Linked DNA regions of Mus musculus: region 2 is linked to region 1. A link is a contact called in public Hi-C data. All regions are on one chromosome and are shown on one strand. The core of a region is the stretch at or near the end of the contact, and the rest is flanking DNA. Distances in the headings are between cores, read along the strand shown.

Region 1 (3,915 bases), core at 433-2,932:
TGGAAACATTCATCAGCATCAACCAGTTTGAGTATTTAAAGTGCTTTGGTACATTTATATATATTTCACTATTTGAGCAATATATTTTTCCATTAATGTACTTAAAGAGATATTCCCCTTAACCTTGGGAGCTGGGGGGAGGGGTAAAAACAAAAACCTTTAACTTTTCCAGGATGCTCATCTCAAGATACTGAAAATGATGAAGTCACGTGATCTTCCCAGCTATTAGGGGGGCAGACCAGACAAGGCCCACGTGTTTGCACCTTTACACTGTCCCAATATGCCACAGGTCTGTGACTTAGCAGTAAAGCAGGCTTCCTGTGACTAGACTTCCATAGTCCAGAGTGGGAGAGCCCACCCCAGCTTTGTGGGGTGGAGGCGCTTATGACAAAGTTGAGGGCACAATGAGGACCTGCTTTAGGGGCTCTCTCAGATGTCAATCTAAGCAGCAAAATATTGAGAGTCAATTGGGGTGGGTTTTCGTGGGCAGGTCAGCAGAAAGAATCTCCGTGAAAGGGTTGTTGCTTGGTTCTGGGAATTGAGTGCACTGTCACATACACAACGAGCGACGCGAGACATCAAACCTTCTGATCACTAAGAGCGCTTAGTACTTCCATTTATTTGAGTACTCAGCAAACTCACACATTTCCCCACTCCACCTTCCAGTTAGGAAAACAAACAAACAAACAAAAACCATGTTTTAAATGGAATTGCTTTTCTCCTTGAACTCCTCGTTGAGGTTGATTGGATATCTATCTCCGAACCGCTCCTAACTTATGGCTAACCTATTAGCAGATGCAATAAAATACATGGGAAGATGAAGGCTATTTAAGTGAGAAATATTTCTCTGAGCTCTCTGGGGACTGGAGGAAGGGAAATGTGGATCTAACAGCCGTCCTATTGCTAGTTTTAGATTAACAGGTTTGGCAACAATGTTTTGTTAGCAGCAGTTAATCAGTGAAACCCATTACTTACGAAGGTTATCACTCCCAGCACAAACTGCAAATTGCAGTTTCCTTCTCTCCAGGCTGAAGCTAACATTCTTAAAAATTTGCATCTCCAAGTAGTATCTCATTAGCAGAAGCAGGGTAAACAGAAGCGCACTAGAAACCAGGTTGAGGTTTGTAGTTCAGTCTTGTTAGCCACTGTTTTTTGGTGTTGGTGAGAATTGTGTGTCAGAGAGAGCTAGGAAATGGTGTCTTCTTCTATCACCAGTTGCAGAAGGCACTGTCGAGTCCAAGTATTAATCCATAGACTTATTTAAAAAAAAAAAAAAAAAAGGCCCGGTCAGTTCAAACTCTAAGTGGACGTGCTCATAGATTTGAGAGGAGGCTTTTTAGTGACCCTGGAGAGCCACTCTCTTCTCAAAGCCACCTCCATTAAGCCCCATACCTCTCCCTTGTCCATGACTTCCTCGCCCTCCTACCCGCCCCCGCCCCACATCTGTTGACTCAGCTGATTGGGAAAATCCATGGCTTCATATTTCCAACGGCCCCTGCCTGTGTTTCTAACATATTTATCCAATCCCTCTCCCGATGGGGCCTGGGGGGTGTCCGGAGAATCCAGAGAACCTCAGAGCAGAATCCGGCAGCACTAACCGCCTACCTAGGGGGCTCCATTGCTCCAAGTGGAGGCTGTAGCATACAGTCCACAAGAAACGCTCTGGCGCCCCTGGAGGTGAGCACTGGGGAAGCCGTTTCCTTGATGGGAAGAGCTAGGGAGAGAGATCTGCGAGGCCTGAGCCTTGGAGATGTTCCGTCCCAGCCTCACCTCTGGAAGGGTTGTGGCTCAACACACACCTGCATTCACTGCCCAGAGCCCCAGCTCAGCAATGACAGCTCAGCCGCAGTTCAGCGTTTTTTTGTTTTTGTTTTTTTGGGTTTTGTTTTTTGTTTTCCTTTTTGGCTCAAACAGCTCCAGAGGGAATAAATTTGAGTTTTTTTTTCTTCCATTGTGTGTGCGTTGTGTATATATTTAGGGCCTTTGACTCTCATTCCTGTTGCGGGTTCTGTTCCCCAGCCCATCCCCTGTGGCCCTCCCAAGTATCCCCCACCCTCTATCCCCTCGCTTAAACTCCCCAGCATCCTCCCACCCCACCCCAGGAGGATTCTGTTCTCAGGTACAACTACCCTTTCTACACTTCCAGTGAAACACTCTTCCCCTTTTGCTTGTACCTCCGTATCCTTCCTCCACTTGGCTCTCGAAACACTTGGGGGCGGGGGGGGGGGGGGAGGTGTTTTATTTCCTTCTTTTGGCCCCTCCGCTCTCACCCAGAGTGAGAACATCTTGTGTCTTACAGCCTTACATTTCCCACCAGGAAACATTTCCAAGGGCCTCGGTGACTTGTGAAAATTCCTTCCAAACCTGTCTCTTGGAAACAGGATGGCAGATGAAAGATTTCTTCATTAAAATTAGACACTTTAAAGAGGCATCGGGTAAAAAGCTCTGGAAACCCAGTCTGCCTCTAGCTAAGGAGAAGGCTGCTAGGAGGCCTGAGCTTCAAAAGGAGGTGGGGATTCAGGACAAGACGGTTTGTGCCTACTGGGCTGGGCTGTTGACTTACAGTCAACTCTTCTCTCCACAGTTGCTGCTTAGAGCCCCTCTGGTAAGGTGTCTGGGAGTCCTACTGACCTGCTGTTATAATAGAACAGGATATGATTTATGGCTGAGAGGCTGGTCAAGCTCCAGATGAGGTTTCAAGCAATGATTTCTCATCTGGGCATCTAATGTTTGATTATACAGCTGGGCGGTGTCCCTTGTAAGGCTGCTTTACTGCCGAGAGCCAGTCCCAAGCTGGGGGGCAAAAAGGACCAGCAGAGTTCACCTGGAGCCTGGAGGAAACGCCTGGGCAAAGCCTTAGGAAACGTGGGACCTGGAAAGCAGCAGCTGTCTGATTCTGGCTGAGTGTGGAAGGAGGAGGCAGCAGAGCAGGGTTTCCTGGGGAGCAGATTGGCCTTGGGGGGCTTCAGGCACAGCAGACTCCACAAAAAACCCCCCTTTGAGCAGCTGAAGGACAGCAGGCAGGTGATTAAAATGAAGTCGGGGTGGTGCCAGCCTGTGGATAGAAAGATTCGGCTCTCTTCAGCTGAAGATCTGTCCCTTGACCAGAGGCCTCAGTTCTTAGATCCTGAGAACTTCAGGCTCTGCTCCCCTTGACTACCAGGTGACACTGTTCCTGGATGGCAAACCAGGCTGCACTCTTAGCCACCTCTGCCCTGTCACACACGGCTTGAGTTCCTTCAAGAATGGGTCTAAGAGAGGGAGTGACCATTCTGTTACAGGAGACCCCTAATGTTAGCAATCAGACACCTCCATGGCATGTAAGACTCTGACAAGCCTTAGCTTACTCAGGATCCCCGAGTGGACAACGCAGAGCTGGAGATTGTTGCAAAAGCAAGAGGTATTTATTGTTCCAACGCACTGGGGTTGTCCTGCACCGGAAGGAGAGGTGGCAACCTCGGGCAGCCCGTTCAGCCAGTTTTTATACAGTTTTCAGGGGTAGAATAGAATGTGATAGGCAGAGCAGCGTGACTTTTAAACTGATTGGTCCTCAGGGAATGAGGTAGCAAGGGGTTTCCTTATCTGCGGCGGATAGCTAACTGTAGGTCTGCCCTGAGGAGTGTGTCTGTGTGCTCTGGGCTTCCCTCATCTGCAGGTTGGTGCCCCCTTTGGTCTGAGGAATGTAGTTATCCTTTCCCTTCTCGGGGGAGGGATACCTATGTGCTCTATGACCGTTCTCTTCCAGGAGGGGAGAGGTCTGGTGGAATTTTCCATAGTTCCTGAACTGACCTCTTCAGAGACGTGACACATTCCCACTGTCACCTCTTGTTGTATGTCCTCCTGCGCATGTGTGTCATCCTCTGATAAAGGGCCCACTCCCCACCCCCACCCCACCCCCACGGGCCTTTTTCCCTC
Region 2 (3,915 bases), core at 832-3,331, 300 kb after region 1:
CTACACATGCTCTTATTTCTTACTTCGGTTATCCTAATATTTGGTGCCTTAGATCTGAAGGTATTTGAGACAATACTAGAGCTACTGATTTGATTGACTTTAGGTAATACTCAGTATGTATCATTAGTCTGAAGAGCATTGCCCATTGATTTCCAGCCAGGGGTGGTTTTACCTATGAGGACAATGGCTGTATATTAGACAGTTTTGGCTAGTACAACTGGAGGGAGCCTATTCTTGGCAGCTAGCAGTTGGGATGCTATTAAACAAACCTACACTCTGTAGTCTATTACAGCAAAGGTCCAGCACAAGATGCTACTAATACCAAACTGAGAGCCCTTGGCCTCATCAAATCAATTCCATTTAAAAGAGCAATGTATTTGTAAGAATTGTGTTTCTGTCTTTGCTGTTCCTATCAATATCTCAATTTTTTTCCTTTTTACCATTTCATGTTTACATTGGCTTTGAATAGTCGTAGTTGTAGACCTTTAGTCTCTATAAGGTATGGTACAAGTATAATCTCTTCATATTAAGTAAGTGAAAAAAATAGCACAATCAGAAAATTATATAAGCAAATAAGTGAAACTAAAGTATTAGACACGGGTAAGTGTAAGCTTGACATGATACCAACAATAACCGTTAGCTCGTTGACCTTCATACTGTCCTTGGGTATTAGCTTCTACCATAATGGCTAGCGTATTAACTACACTTGTCTCTGTGTTCTGTAAATAAGTGTATCAGAGGAAACTAGTGGGGTGCTCCATGCCTATAATCTCTCCTACCTTGGAGGCCATTGGAGGATTGTAAATTTGAGGGCAGTGTGGGCAATTTAGCAAGACACTGGAGACGTGTGAAACAGAAAGGGAGGAGGGAGGGGAGGAGATATGTATTAGTCATCTGAAATGAGACAGTAAAATATTACTAGAGGATAACTGTTGTCACTCAACGATTTTCAAAGTAAATATAAAATATGGTGAAGTGCACTGGATCCAGGACAAGAGGTCTGTGTGATTCCTTTTCCTGCTTTAAAAAAAAAATGGTCTTAGATTTATTTTTACTTTATATTTATGTGGTGTGTGCGTGTGTGCCAAGTGTGTGCAGTGTCTGTGGAAGCCAGAAGAGGGTGTTGGATCCCCTAGGGCTGGCTTTGCAGGCATTTGTAAGCTGCTGTGTGAGTCCTCTCTGAGAGCAGTATGTGCCCCTTCTTACTCTTTTCAGCTTTTAAAACAGCTACATGTTTGTCATTATTTGATTAAGACAAAACTACATGTTTGCCATTTCTTTTAAGTCTGATAAACACTTAGTTCTTGTAGATTGTTTGTAGATTGATCCTGTTTCATTTTGACAAGTCAAAACAAAAAGATCATTCCTCAATTTTTTAATATTCAGATGAGGTATAGAATGCAGATGGTTGTGGGCGTTGGGAAGTGCTTGTGAGCTTCACTGCCCTCCTGGCAGGACTACTGGAGAATACCTTCCATTAAACTAGACTGCAAAGCTGGGCATTGCTTTCACATGCTAATGGGTAGATTTAAATTTGTATCTTTTTAAATCTGTTGCCTAGTACTAAAATAAATCTGGGACCCAGCAGCTCACAATAGTTAATAGCCTTTATAAATGGGTCCCCAGACACCTGTTCTTTTACTGCTAATGAGACCCTATTGTGTGTGCAGGAATAGTGGAGTTCCTGTTGATTCTCTGTCCTAGCACATCTCCCTGTCTCCTGTGTGCATATTTAAATGACATTAAGAAATGCTGTTTCCTCTTGTTTTCTGTCATCTCCAGAGTTCTGCCAGACACACTTATTCTCTGTAATAGGTTGTTTGTTCCTAAATGCATTAGGGTTCGTATTCTTTCCCTTTTTCCGGGTTTTGAATTTTTTAAAGAACCAAACCTCAATCACATTATTTTGTGAGGGCTTAATATAACATGATGTTGGCAGAATAGCACCAGATCTACAAAGAGCCAAGTGGAGTTTCTGAAGGAACAAATAAATGGCTGGTGGACACTCCAGTAGCCTGTAGAACTGCAAGAAAACAAACAATAGAGAAGCCATTTCCGTGCTGTAATACAGTCATGCCTTATCCTCCGATGTCGATTATCACACCTGTTTGCAAATCATTTTGTTTACTTTTTCTGAACCAAGCAAACAAGGTACTTGTAAGTCAAGATGAACGTGGATAAAGATTGTTGCAGTCCATCAGACAAGAGCTCCTTTCCTGTGGGGCAGACTGCGAGGCTGCTGCATGCACTTGTATTCTTCAGAGGACAGTGCACCCATATGCTTTTCCCATGTGCTTGAACGTGTGCTGCAAAAGAAATGTGCCAGCTGTCCTGTTGCTATGAAGCATACCTGTCACCTTAACGGGAAGAAGAGTTTGCAAGTGCACGGCCTTAGGTGACAACATCAGGTTGCCTCAAGAACCATATTGCAGTGTGAGAATGGCTTCAGGAAGGTTTTATATACTTACTTACAGAAGAATAACAACAAAATAATTTATCAGGGTGCTTTTCAGATACACCAGTAGAAACGCCAGGCAGGCAATTTATAGCAAAGCAGGCCGTCTGTCCTCTGATTGAGTAAACACAACCAGCTGAGGAAACAGTGAGACGGCCACATGTGGGGAGAACAGTTAGGTCCAGGCGCCCTGTGTGGGCTAGGTCCCCAGCTAAGGACCCCACCACTGTCTCTTGCTACAGGTTTCAGATGTTATCTGATAAAATTCTTGGCTTTTAGCATGGTGAAAACTTGTGATTTGTTAAACATTCCTACCCCCAAAAGGTTTACCTGATATTCACAAAGATGTTAGGTTAGATGCAAAAGTAGGCAGTGAATGACTCTTAAATAAGCTGAATATAGCCCAAGATAGCTTGGATCTGGATCTGTGCTGTGTGACACAAGCCTGAGAAACGTGAACAGTATCTACTCACTCTAGATAAGGAACTAGTGACAGACCACATGTAGGACACGACCAAAGTCCAATTGGTGGACCTGGGAGTTCCATCAGGGTTGCTTACAGGAGGATGGCTGAGGGGTACTTATGGAAACAGAAATGACTCAGTCACCTGCATCACCAGAGCCCCCCCCCTCCCCCCGCAGCACCAGCTCAAGGCACACTAAGCCTTGAGCAAACTGAATTGTGCTTGCAGGTGGCAGGCAGTGTTGGAGAGTTCCCTTCCCTGGTGGCTTAGTTGGTTTGAGCACTGGGGGTGGGGTCTGTCTGGTCAGTTTCTGGGACTTCTCAAGCCTTTCAATTGTTACTTCCTGACTCCAGGACCGCTGCAGGATTGACTGTTTCACTTTGCTTTAGAGCAGTGGTTCTACCCCCACAGGAGGTTGCATATCAGATATTTACATTATGATCCTTAGCAAAATTACACTTATTGAAGTAGCAACAAAAATAATAATACACTTGGGGTATCACCACAACATGAGAGACAGTGCTAAAGGGTAACAGCATTCGGAAGGTTGGGGACCTTGCCTTAGAACACCCTGTATCTTAAGACCCTTCCAAGTTAGAAGGTTTCATCTCAGATGGAACTGCTACACGAAAACCTGCAGCATCCACACTCACAGATTCTAATCTCAGTGAGCCTTATGGACTTCAGCATCACAGATGTGACTTGGGGGCTGGGCTGGGATAGGAGGGACAGTGCACCTCAGTTCATACTTCCAACACCTGAATTATGCAGGTCCCCCTGTGAGACAAATGGTAAGTCACACTGCTGACTGTTTCAGAGTTCTTCAGAACGGAATCTCTGCTAAGTGCACTGGAAACACAGAAGGCATTTGTTTTGTTCACCGTGGAGGAACTTATTTTAAGTTCTTACTAATGATATTCTGACAGGTAGACAATGCTGTTTGGAATAATTCATGGGAAAAGGTCTTCATACCTTAGTTTTACACTTTGTTGAACT

What was found. A called contact is a pair of places that touch in the nucleus more often than the background predicts.
Region 2: a Hi-C map of cortical neurons shows a contact between it and region 1, with 3 times the contacts expected there. The contact joins two enhancer-like sites. A contact is called at or near these places in 2 of 484 Hi-C or Micro-C datasets (the AML12 cell line and cortical neurons).

Annotation. Positions count from the first base shown.
Region 1 is chr10:42,971,304-42,975,218 of GRCm38.p6, forward strand. Gm5079 (predicted gene 5079) reads right to left here. Exons shown (of 3, transcript NR_153349.1): 3 at 1-1,255. Among named protein-coding and RNA genes, the nearest start is that of Gm5079, 18 kb to the right of the region's middle. Within about 2 kb of position 1,683, at least 94 of the 459 cell types and tissues checked have an H3K27ac peak or open chromatin away from gene starts, as enhancers often do. A contact at or near this core is called in cortical neurons, where this site is marked.
Region 2 is chr10:43,274,835-43,278,749 of GRCm38.p6, forward strand. The region is part of intron 1 of Pdss2 (prenyl (solanesyl) diphosphate synthase, subunit 2); the gene reads left to right. Among named protein-coding and RNA genes, the nearest start is that of Pdss2, 55 kb to the left of the region's middle. Within about 2 kb of position 2,082, at least 32 of the 459 cell types and tissues checked have an H3K27ac peak or open chromatin away from gene starts, as enhancers often do. A contact at or near this core is called in cortical neurons, where this site is marked.